3 separate regions of the Zea mays genome follow, and regions 1 and 2 are each linked to region 3. Evidence: chromatin contacts called from public Hi-C data. All regions are on one chromosome and are shown on one strand. The core of a region is the stretch at or near the end of the contact, and the rest is flanking DNA. Distances in the headings are between cores, read along the strand shown.

Region 1 (4,256 bases), core at 559-3,058, 140 kb before region 3:
CAGAAGTTTCATATTTATAACCCACATGTAATATTTTACATGCATACATGTGGACTTTGTGCTGTAAGGACATATGTTACAGCAAAAAAAAAAGAATTGAGTCTCTATATTAAATGAGCTTCTTACTTGAAATTATGCATGTAACAGGCAAGTGTCAACGACCAACTATAGCATTTCTTTTACTTGTGAAACAACTGTATCTTGTACTGTCTATGCCTTTTTATGTCTTTATATGAAATCCTATGATAAGACAATGTCCATTTTCTAGGTACTTAGATTCTGATTGAGTATGCAAAATCTATTCATCTCGAAAAAAATGACATACAGGGGGAGGGAAGTTGCAGGCAAGTATGAGTAACAAAAACAAATGCTTAAGTAATAAATATAAATATGTGGATAAGTCTTTGATTATGTCTAGACTCTAGACGGGTTAGATCCAAATGAAAACCCTTAATCAATAGGGGCTTAATTATTTTCTTGAACGTAAAAGAAAATACAGGTTGCGCTTGGTGCTAAAGCGTGAGACAACTTGGGGAAAATATCCTATGCAATCACTTATCCTGGTGCAAGCATGCAATCAAGCGATCTGGTGCATCCGATCTAGATCTAATAATGACTGTTATTTTATATTTAACCCCTTCCATCTAAAACATAGTACCTATTTTACTTTTAACCTCTTCCATATGAAACCGTTGGATCTAGATTGGATGCTCTGGATAGTTTGATTGCACGCTTGCACCAAAATGAGTGATTGCACAGGATATGTCCTCGACAACTTGGGACCTATCCAAGCAAAGAAAAGCAATAAATGGACTCTCCATAATTCTCTATGCAACATCACTGACTCAAGAAAACAAAAAAAAAAACATTACACTGCATCGGCAGAGAACTGAACGTCAGCGAATAAAATGGAGAATGTCCATAGAGATACAAGCTTACTGCTTACATCCTCAACAGCAATTCCAAAGTGGCCAAAACCAGTCCCGATGTTATAGCTCTCCACACCATAATCTGCCAGGAAAAAGTACCCAACGGATTTTACATGTTAAATCGCAACAGGCAGTGCCATTATCTGATTAACTGAGATGCTTTAAAGGTATTTTGACTAGAGAAGCTTACTGTAAGTGAGCTCCACAACAAAATGTGAATCCTCAGGCCCGTACCCCAGAAAGGCATTGGTGTACCTCTCCTCGGGAATGTCCCTCTTCCTCAACAGTTTCATGCCCAGGCACTCCGTGTAGAACCTACAGATATACGATAATTTCATCCAAATTGGAGCAAACAGCAAAGCAATCCGTCGCAAGCACCGTGTCCTACTTGATCGTCTTGTCGAGGTCCCCGACGCGGTAGACGACGTGGAGCAGGCGCCTCCTGTCCTTCTTGACCCATTCCATGGCCTCCACCGTGACGGCCGAGTCGCCAGCCTCTGCGCCGGCGCACAACCCGCGCTTAGAAAGCCTCGCGGGCGCCCTCACCACTCCTCCTACCACCCTTCCCCCAAAGAGACACTCGCGACGCGCGGCTGAAACGACAGGAACCGCAATACGTCACACGGGGGGTGCCCCACGCAAGGTCGATAGATAGCAGGCGAAGGGCTCGGGTAAGGATCCGCTGCGTACCGGAGACCGCGGCGAGAGGAAGGCGGGAGACGGCGAGGTGGAGCGATGAGGCAGAGGCGGCGGCGAAGGGGAGGGGGATGAGCAGGCGCGCCATCGTGGCGAAGGATTTGGTGAAGACGGGAAGCACGGCGGGATGGGGAGAATCGAGAGGTCGCTCGCTCTATCTTGCCGTCTGGGTCGCGGCTTGGATCTGGCGGGGCCATCAGTGTGCCTGTCAGGTGGGACTGTGGAGCCGTCCCAAAATAAACGGCGTGTTTGTGCCTATGTCATAAGTTAATGCATTATATGAGTTTATTTTATAATTTTTGGTAGAATCAACTTATTTCTGTTATATATAATAAATACTAGTCGGTTATTCGTGCGTTGCGACGGCTTATAACAATACTCACGTAAACTATTCACCAAAAAAATTTCAACATTTTAAATTTATTGTCTCCGCTCTTTGTATAATATTTTTTTGATTTGGCTAACTCATGTTATTGTTTACTCCATGCAATATGTCACGGTACAACACGACAAATGAAGTGAGCGATTATAAGATAGTTCATAACGACTGACTTAACGAACAAAGGTTATAAAATGACATAATTCCACCATACAGAGACCAAATAAGAGAAAGTTGTGATTTCAAGTTTCTAAAATAAGTCACATGAACTCAACTTATAAAAAAGATGGATCAAAGTATGGAGTGATTGCTAAAGTCAGGCATCAATAAAAACTAGATACGCTCCATATAAACTATGCTACTTCGTAGCTGAAAGGGAAATGTGCCCTTCGGCCATTTCCAAAGTATTTTGGTGATTGAGTGCCAACACAAGTGGTCATGTGTTAATCTATGCCAAATGATGGACAAAGTGAAAACCAACATAAAGGTATGTTTCTAAGTCTTAGTACTTTGTTTTAAAGACTAATGTACTGTGTTTAAGTACTGGAAACAGGAGAAATCAATTTGGAAAAGTGATGGCTTTGTTCAGCCAAAGACAGTTTAGTCTGGGAGCATCGGACTGTCCGGTGGTGCACCGGACTGTCCGGTGCGTCAGGCTGGCTCTGGTGAAAAGGCCGCTCTCGGGAATTCGTCGGCGGCGTACGGCTAAAATTCACCGGACCGTCCGGTGTGCACCGGACTGTCCGGTGAGCCAACGGTCGGCCGCGCAATCCGCGCGTGACGCGTGGCCGGGCCAACGGTCTGAAGGGGGCACCGGACTATCCGGTGTGCACCGGACAGTGTCCGGTGCGCCAACGGCTCCAAATCGCCAACGGTCGACTGCGCCAAAATAGGAAAGAAATCTGCACCGGACAGTGTCCGGTGGTGCACCGGACTGTCCGGTGCGCCAGTCGACTGAAGGCAAGAATTGCCTTCCTGGAATGTTCTCAACGGCTCCTAGCTGCCTTGGGGCTATAAAAGGGACCCCTAGGCGCATGGAGGAGACCACCAAGCATCCTTTGAGCATTCCTAAGCACCAAGACCTCATTTCCGCGCATTCGATTCTTTGTGATAGCAACTAGAGCTCAATTTGAGTAGAGAACTCTTTGAGTTGTGTTGAGAGCTCAAGTTGTGACTTGTGTGCGTATTTGTGCTCTGATTTTGTGTCTTGTGTGTGTTGCTTATCCCATCCTTACTTCAGTGCTTCTTTGTGAACATCAAATTGTAAGGGCGAGAGGCTCCAAGTTGTGAAGATTCCTCGCAAACGGGATATAGTAAAACAAAGCAAAACACCGTGGTATTCAAGTGGGTCTTTGGACCGCTTGAGAGGGGTTGAGTGCAACCCTCGTCCGTTGGGACGCCACAACGTGGAGTAGGCAAGTGTTGGACTTGGCCGAACCACGGGATAAACCACTGTGCCTCTCTGTGTTGATCTCCTTGTGGTTATTGTGTTTTGCAAGAACTCCTCTCTAGCCACTTGGCTTTATTGTGCTAACTCCTAATCAAGTTTTGTGGCATTAAGTTTTAAGTTTTTACAGGATCACCTATTCACCCCCCCCCTCTAGGTGCTCTCAGTAGCAATTACTAACGTTTAAAACTAACAAATAATCTTTCATTCTACTGTTAGTGTGACAAATCATTGTTGCTCCATCTAATTCAGCAACCTCAGACACTATGGAGTCCATTTCGCCAATGTGGTCTCAGAAATGACCTAATGCTTGCAAGAGCCAAGAACGTCGTGCCATGCTTGGGCTGTAGCCTCGGCCTAGTGCTGGCCTGACCCGACATGATTATATTTTTTATTTTACAAAAAACGTATATACATATATACAATTTATATTCAATATTAAAAATATTTGAGCATGATGTTCTACTGGTTTGACAGCTTCACCCAGTGTCTCCCGCCCTTCTTCCATCAGGGCATGGGTTCGAAGCCCACCTCCTGTACCGTTTTTTAACATTTTACGCTGATTTAATCAGATGGACCGACGGGCTAACGGGCTGGCCCGGCACAGTCAGCAGGCCGACATGACGTGCTTGGGTCAGAGTTGTGGCCCGCGGGCGTCTGGCCCATGCCGGGCCGCCGTTTGGCCATCTATGGCGTGCAACAGATTTGTCGGCGTTTCGACCCCGGGGGGTCCCTGGACCGACGAGTAAATTGTCGCTGCGTGTCCCAGCCCAGATGGGTCCGCGCGAGACGGAACACAAAGGGG
Region 2 (3,842 bases), core at 1,062-3,561, 170 kb before region 3:
TAGGATCCATCTCTTCGGGCGATTAGTCCCTTTGTTGAAGAGAACGGCTCCGATACCAATTGAGAGCACCTAGAGGGGGGGTGAATAGGTGATCCTGTGAAACTTGAAAACTTAAGCCACAAAACACAGTTAATCGTTAGCACAATAATTGCCAAGTGGCTAAAGAGATGTCTTAGCAAAACACAATAACCACAAGAGAACAATCACAGAGATGACACAGTGGTTTATCCCGTGGTTCGGCCAAGACCAACGCTTGCCTACTCCACGTTGTGGCGTCCCAACGGACGAGAGTTGCACTCAACTCCTCTCAAGTGATCCAATGATCAACTTGAATACCACGGTGTTTTGCTTTTCTTTTCTTCTCCCGTTCGCGAGGAATCTCCACAACTTAGAGCCTCTCGCCCTTACACTTTTGATGTTCACAAAGAATCACGGAGTAAGGGAGGAATGAGCAACTCACACAAGACTCACAAATCAGAGCAACAACACGCACACAAGTCGCAACAAGAGCTCGCAACACAACCCAATGAGTTCACAACTCCACAAGAGCTCTATATGCTATCACAAAGAAACAAATGCGCGAAATCGATGACTTGGTGCTTAGGAATGTTGTGAGTATGCTTGGTTTTCTCCTCCATGCGCCTAGGGGTCCCTTTTATAGCCCCAAGGCAGCTAGGAGCCGTTGAGAGCAATCTAGGAAGGCTGATCTTGCCTTCTGTCGGCTGGCGCACCGGACAGTCCGGTGCACACCGGACACTGTCCGGTGCCCGATTTCCTTCCAAAAATGGCGCAGTCGACTGTTGGCAGCCAGAGAGCCGTTGGCGCACCGGACAGTCTGGTGCCTTCTTCTAGCCGTTGGCTCGGCCACGTGTCCCGCGCAGATTGCGCGGCCGACCGTTGGCTCACCGGACTGTCCGGTGCACACCGGACAGTCCGGTGAATTATAGCCGTACGTCGCCGGTGGATTCCCGAGAGCGGCCAGTTCGCTCAAGCCAGCCTGGCGCACCGGACAGTCCGGTGCTCCAGACTGAGCTGAAACTTGGCTGCTCGAGCCAATGCATTTTCAATTTGCTTTTTCCTGTTTCCAACACTTAGACACAATACATTAGTCACTAAAATAATGTACTAAGTCTGAGAAACATACCTTTATCCTTGGTTTGTACTTTGTCCACCATTTTACATTTAAGCACTTGTGTTAGACACTAAATCACCAAAATACTTAGAAATGGCCCAAGGGCATATTTCCCTTTCAGTTAGCCTCACCCTAGCGGGTGACACAGCAGTCGGAGCGGGGCAGGCGACACTGTTTTTCTGTCAGGTCAGTCAGTGGAGGGGCGAAGTGACTGCGGTCACTTCGGCCCTGCCGACTGAGGAACGTGCGTCAGGATAAGGTGTCAGGCGATCCTTGCATTGAATGCTCCTGCGATACGGTCGGTTGGCGAGGTGATCTGGCCAAGGTTGCTTCAGTGCGAAGCCTGCCCGAGCTAGGCCTCGGGCGAGTCGAGGGTGCGCCTGTTGCTTGAGGAGGCCCTCGAGCGAGGCGTGAATCCGCCAGGGTCTACTGTTTCTGCCCGAGGCTGGGCTCGAGTGAGGCGAGATCGCGTCCCTTGAGTGGACGGAGCCTTGACCTGAATTGCGCCCATCAGGCTCTGCAGCTTGTGCTGATGGTGATTACCAACCGAGTTTAGGAGTGTTGGGGTTACCTCTAATTATGGTCCCAACACTAAAACCTAAACCAAATATACCCTTAAATATTTTCCAGACCATACTATTATGATGTGGAGATGCTTGATTACTGTCTAGAAGATGTTTAGATTAGATGTATCTCAAATATTATGTTGACCTTTATGTGATAGAATTTCCTAAGTTATAATTGCTATCTGTATTTTATTATGTTTTAATATTTTATTTTTTAATTATATTATATTATTTGATGAGATGTCTAGATCAAATTTTTTTGTGTCCCTTCACCCGGACATGTGACTAGGTTTGTATATTGAGGGACAAACCAGTACAAGCACGTTAAATTTAGTGTCAAATTTTGGTTAGAACGATGAAAGAAATGAATTAACATTCTATTTTTTTAATGGTGTTATTGTTTGAACTCTATCTCTTTTAAAAGGAACAATTTGATCTATACCATTAAAAGATTCAAACTTTAGATATATACCATGGATCCCACATGTCATTGACTCATGTGGACTCACATGTAAGTGAGATAGTAATGGTATGAATCCAAAGTGGTGATCTTTTAATGGTATGAATCCAAATTTCCCCTTTTAAAAATAGTATAGATTGAATTCTCCCCCTCAAACAAACCACTCTTCGCTTCGACTCCCACTCCCACTCTCCCTTTCCACTCTCAGGCTCCCACTCCCCCCCTACCGGCTACCCTACCCATCACACACAAACAGCCACTCCTCACCTCCCCCGTCCTCCGGTTCATGTCCTGCTGCTCCCCATGTCGCCCCCACTCGACCTCGACTACATAGGCCTCTCGCCGGCGGCGGCTGCCGCCGCTGCCCACGACGACCTGAAGGGTACCGAGCTCCGCCTTGGTCTGCCGGGGTCCGGTTCGCCGGACCGCCGTGTTGTGGCTGCCACCGCAACCACCCTGGACCTGCTCCCGGCTAAGGGCGCCAAGCGCGGGTTTTCTGACGAGGCGCCGACGCCATCGCCCGGTGCAGCTTCCGGGAAGGGAAAGAAGGTAGCGGAAGAGGAGGACGACAAGAAGGTTGCAGCGACGCCGCAGCCGGTCGCAAAGTAGGTGGATTCGGGAGTGGATCTTGGTGTTTGCTGCCTCAAACAAAAAAAAGGGAAAGCTTGGGCTTTGCCAGTGCGTTCATCTGGCGCCACTAGTGATTTGCAGATTGTGATTGTTGCCCCTTTGTTTGGGAGCAAGTTTTCTACTGTTTGGGAAATCTTGCTGGGTTTTTTGAGCTCATGACATTTGCAGGTTCTGTGACAGAAAATCATCTTTGGAAATTCTGTGCTTTTGAGGGAAACAAAAGGGTAGGGGTGAATTGTATTTTAGGGGATCTCTCTCTCTCTCTCTCTCTCTCTCTCTCTCTCTCTCTCTCTCTCTCTCTGGCCTTGGTATTTCCGATTTGTTTTTACTCTTCTTTAGGTGGGAATTTCGGTTTGTCTTGCGGCCTAGAGGAGGGAAACTGAAGTTGCAGCTTTGTTATGTTCTTTTAAAATCCCACTTTTCCTCCAAATTCTCTACTTTTCTAAATGGGCTCTTTCAATTCGTCTTCAGCTTTCTTGGGTTTTTTTTCACTTTTGTTGCTTGCTCAAAGGCTCTTCTCATCTTTTCTCTGCTCTCCCTGATTTGTTTTTTTTTATATTTTGTACATAACATTTTGGTTTCGCATTACCTTGTTCAAACTCTGCAACTTTCGTCCCAAAAATCGCCAAATTTCTTTGTTTTGTACAGCATCTCCTGATCTACCTCTTCGTTCCGTGGTTGTAAAGATTATTGAGCCCAGGTGTGTTGTGCAGAGCTCAGGTGGTGGGATGGCCACCAATCCGAAGCTACCGCAAGAACACGATGTCTACCACCCAGCTGAAGGGCAGCAAGGAGGATGCTGAGGCCAAGCAGGACCAGGGGTTCCTGTACGTCAAGGTCAGCATGGATGGCGCGCCGTACCTCAGGAAGATTGACCTCAAGACTTACAAGAACTACAAGGACCTGTCGACTGCGCTTGAGAAGATGTTCAGTGGCTTCAGTACTGGTGAGATGTCTCGGGTTACTCTCCTCTCCCGGATGGCACGTCAGTATGTAATTGTGTTTCATTTTGATGTGGATGGTGTAAGAAGTACATCAAGAAGCCTTTAAAAAG
Region 3 (4,291 bases), core at 1,251-3,750:
GCGGGTACGGGCCACAATTTTTGACCTGTAATAATTCACGGGCCGGTTACGGGCCGTGATTTTTGACCCAAAACCCGACCCAACCCGAGAAAACACAACACAAAGCCAAAAAAACACGTCCCAACCTGGAAAAAATCCAACTCGACATGTCAAACAGGGAGGCACGGGCCGACCCGACCCGACACTAGGCACGAGTCGGGTACGGGCCGTAATAAATGGCCCATGACCCAGCCTTGACCCGACCCGAACTCGACCAGATGTTTGAAGAGGTCTACACCAGATCTACCCATAAGGCGGGGACATACACTTTAGACGCCCTCGGGCAAATCGAAAAATGCGCTTCTCACCCGAGGCTGGCCTCGGGTGAGTCGGGAATGCGCTTCTCGCCCGAGGCCAGCCTCGGGCGAGTCGCGACTGCGTCTCCAACCCTGGGTTGGCCTCGGGCGAGTCGTGATTGCGTCTCCCACCCGAGGTTGGCCTCGGGTGAGTCGCAACTACGTCCCCTGCCCGGAGTCAACCTCGGGTGAGTCGTAATTGTATCTCCCGCCCGAGGTTGGCCTCGCTCGAGGCGTGACTATGTCTTCCGCTCGTGGTTGGCCTCGAGCGAGTCGTGACTGTGTCTCCCGCCCAATGTTGGCCTCGATCGAGGCGTGGCTGTGTCTTCCGCTCGTGGTTGGCCTCAAGCGAGTCGTGACTGTGTCTCCCGCCTGAGGTTGGCCTCGGGTGAGTTGTGACTTAGGTCAAGCTACTCAGTTCCTTAGCACACGATTAGAGATAATCGTGTGGGTACTGCGTTTTGATACTGTAGTAAAGGGTACCCCGTTCTGTGGTACCAATGTACATGCTTTAGGTTAATGTTTGGTTGATGTATTTCGGTATTTTCAAGTATAATGACAACAAGTAAAAAGTTTTTGCATTTTAGTCGATGTTCAAGATATCAGATATTGAATAATCGATTAGCTAGACATGAGTGATCAATCAATTATATGGGATTAATTAAAAATAATCAGTACGCACTAATCGGCAAAATAGTAGTGCAAATATGCAATGTAAGAAATTAAGATATAAAATAGAGACATCTAACCGTTATCGATCTTAATTGTCTTGCTCATAATCTTTTGTTGGGAGCACTTTGTCGTGGTCTGCTTCAAACTCAATATCCTCATCTTCTATTTTGATGTCTCCGCATTTGCTATCAGACTTGAAATTATCTTCATGAAGTTCTCTAACTTTTGAACTTCTACGAGGTTGCCTATGGTAGATCCTCCCAAGTTATATGGCCCACATGCACCTGTCTTTATCTTAAAGACCTCAGACAACTATGCATGTGTACCAGATAACTTAGAAGAAATCCGTCTGAGTATCCCGGAGGACCTTGGAAAATCCATTTACAACCAAGATCGGAGGGTTAAGTAAACACAAATCACATATCGAAGTTCACAGCAGAATTAATATTACAAACAGTTTACAAATATCAATTTAAGAGTGAATACAAAGTTGATTTGTAAGTAATACAACTTTGAAAAAAATGAATACAATTATAAATTTGAAATACATTGCTAGCTCAAATGACAATCCTCAGGATGAAGTACAGAAGAGATACTTATATAAGAAGGCTGAGCCCACCAGCACTTAGCTACTATCTACAGCATAATAAGTCTTTATCTACAACAACACGGTGGGATAAAACCCTGAGTATACAAATACTCTGCGAGACTTACCTAACTAAAGAAAAACTCCAAGGGTATACTGGTTTTGGGGACTCAAGGTAAGATTAAGCAAGAATCAAAGTCTCTTATGCAGAAAAGCTTACTTAAAAATAAATCCTTAAGCCATATTTTAGATTATAAAGTTAAGTACTTTCATAAATCTAGATTAACCTGATCTAGATCAATCACTTGTCCTTCACTAACTTCATTTTACCATATCTTGTTCCACTTCTTAAACTACAATGCAGAGTAGTGATCCAATCTTCATATCGGGGAAGTAACGATGATCCGAATAGATTAATACACAGTTGTGAATATATGTAGCACTTAACTCTTGCATATGTCAACACATCTTTGGATAATTTAAGATCATAATGATTTCACGCCAGCCGAGAGTACAATACTCCACCCTCTAGCCTATAGTCAGGATAAATACACGCTACTCTCGTAGTATCTTCACTTCCAGTGCATGGTAGCTGTTCTACCGGAGTGCTATGGTAGGACTGACGAGTGACGACCACCTATAGTCTGATCAATAGTAAGTTCCATCACCAATAGCTAATACAATGGTAGATATAAATCCACACAGTAACCAGCCATCGTCACAGCACACTGCTGCATAGTGCAGGTCGCCACAACTCTTCTAATTTTCTTTGTTGTTGCTGAGATGGCGACCTCCAGGGCCACGAAAAAACTGGACTATTTTGCCCACGCCTCTTGGTACCCATTTTCCCTTTGCTTTTCTATAAAACCAGGCGAGGCGCCACAAGGCCGGAGCCCACGTCCCACCCCTCCTGCATTTCAAAATAATATCTCCCTGCGCTTTTCCTAGCCCTTTGTCATCCAAGGATACAATAAACAACCGGCGCTTTTACACCCCCGCCAAGAACAGGAGCAACAACAATAAGGCTCCTCGCAACAATCCATTCTCATCCATGGCGAAGCTCATGAACAAGCTGGTCGATTCGTTCGAGCACGACGAGATACTGGACGTCGGCTGCGTGCGCGCCGTGCTGGCCGAGCTCGTCCTCACCTTCCTCTTCGTCTTCACCGGCGTCTCCGCCGCCATGGCCGCCGGTACGTCATACGACCATGCGCCCACCGCGCCTCTATCAGACCGTCTCCTCTCCACTCGATCGCCCTCCTATTTGTTATTTATCCCTCTGGGCTCTGGCCAGGAAAAGACAGGTCCTTTTCCCCCTTTATGAAACGTACGTGGCTCTGCACGCGCGCAGGATCCGACGGGAAGCCCGGCGACGCTATGCCGATGGCGACGCTGGCGGCGGTGGCAATCGCGCACGCGCTGGCCGCTGGCGTCCTGGTGACGGCCGGGTTCCACGTCTCCGGCGGCCACCTGAACCCCGCGGTGACGGTGGGGCTCATGGTGCGCGGCCACATCACCAAGCTCCGGGCGGTGCTGTACGTCGCCGCCCAGCTGCTGGCCTCCTCCGCCGCCTGCGTCCTCCTCCGCTTCCTCAGCGGCGGCATGGTACGCTCCACTTCCACCGTACCCGCGCAGATTCATGGATCTAGGAGTACCACGTGATTTTACTCCAAGTAATTACTGTCCTTGGTAAATTCCGCGGTCCAAAGGATGTGGGGGAGGAGAGAGAGCTCAGAAAGGGGACCAAAAAATCGTGGGTTTCCGTCGTTGAATGAATCCTATATATGCTTGTTTTTGTGGATCCTATTTATGTTATGTTTGGTGTGCGCTGTCGGATGGCTATTGTTTCGGTAGTAGAGAGACGCGGGCCATGCTTGTCTGCCTCAAATCAACTTGGGCCGGGCTCGAATGGGTGAGAGGCTTTATGGAGACCTTTTAGGGTCTTTAATGGGCTTATGGATAATTAGTTCACTCTTTCTTGTTTAGTTTTAGTTTGACCCTTAATAAAGGGTTAAGGGAAACATATTTACTACATAACAATCAACTGATTTTTTTTGCAGCGCTGTCTGTTGTTTTGTAAAAAGTAGTAAACATGAACTAAAAATATTTTTTTTGCCAAGGTTGTGTCTACTTGGTATATATGACAGTGAATTTTATCTGCTCCTGGCTTCTAATAAGTCCATGCCATTCTATTTGACCTGCCTATCTGGTCCATGAGCTTCTGCCTACCAATCAAATGTGGCCTTTCAGATTTAGAAGAGTTAGTTAGTGGAGTACACAGCATGGTCGAGTAAAGCCAAAGCCAAGAGTTGGACTGAATCATACTTATTATCTCCTATATGACAAACGACTGAATCCACCGATATTTGTTTAACGTCGCCCTTTTGATCACGAAAATTAACAACGGAACGGAAGCTGGTGAAAACGACTAGCAGTGCTGACCAAGATGTGCGATGCAGGTGACCCCGGTGCACGCCCTGGGCAGGGGCATCAGCCCGATGCAGGGCCTGGTGATGGAGGTCATCCTCACCTTCTCCCTGCTCTTCGTCACCTACGCCATGATCCTGGACCCGCGGAGCCAGGTCCGCGCCATCGGCCCGCTGCTGACGGGCCTCATCGTCGGCGCCAACAGCCTCGCCGGCGGCAACTTCACCGGCGCGTCCATGAACCCGGCACGCTCCTTCGGCCCGGCCCTGGC

What was found. A called contact is a pair of places that touch in the nucleus more often than the background predicts.
Region 1: a contact with region 3 is called in a Hi-C map of endosperm, with 2.2 times the contacts expected there. The contact joins the promoter of LOC100191237 here to the promoter of LOC541897 in region 3. A contact is called at or near these places in 3 of 25 Hi-C or Micro-C datasets (ear, endosperm and leaf).
Region 2: a contact with region 3 is called in a Hi-C map of leaf, with 4 times the contacts expected there. The contact joins the promoter of LOC100191581 here to the promoter of LOC541897 in region 3. A contact is called at or near these places in 2 of 25 Hi-C or Micro-C datasets (leaf and tassel).

What each region holds. Positions count from the first base shown.
Region 1 is chr6:144,125,008-144,129,263 of Zm-B73-REFERENCE-NAM-5.0, forward strand. LOC100191237 (putative glyoxalase family protein) reads right to left here and starts at 1,809. Exons shown (of 9, transcript NM_001136671.1): 1 at 1,620-1,809; 2 at 1,318-1,522; 3 at 1,120-1,244; 4 at 947-1,011. The coding sequence starts at 1,713.
Region 2 is chr6:144,094,946-144,098,787 of Zm-B73-REFERENCE-NAM-5.0, forward strand. LOC100191581 (IAA17-auxin-responsive Aux/IAA family member) reads left to right here and starts at 2,312. Exons shown (of 5, transcript NM_001137011.2): 1 at 2,312-2,763; 2 at 3,502-3,734. The coding sequence starts at 2,462.
Region 3 is chr6:144,260,534-144,264,824 of Zm-B73-REFERENCE-NAM-5.0, forward strand. LOC541897 (tonoplast intrinsic protein 4) reads left to right here and starts at 2,501. Exons shown (of 3, transcript NM_001111563.2): 1 at 2,501-2,786; 2 at 2,945-3,198; 3 at 4,053-4,291. The coding sequence starts at 2,645.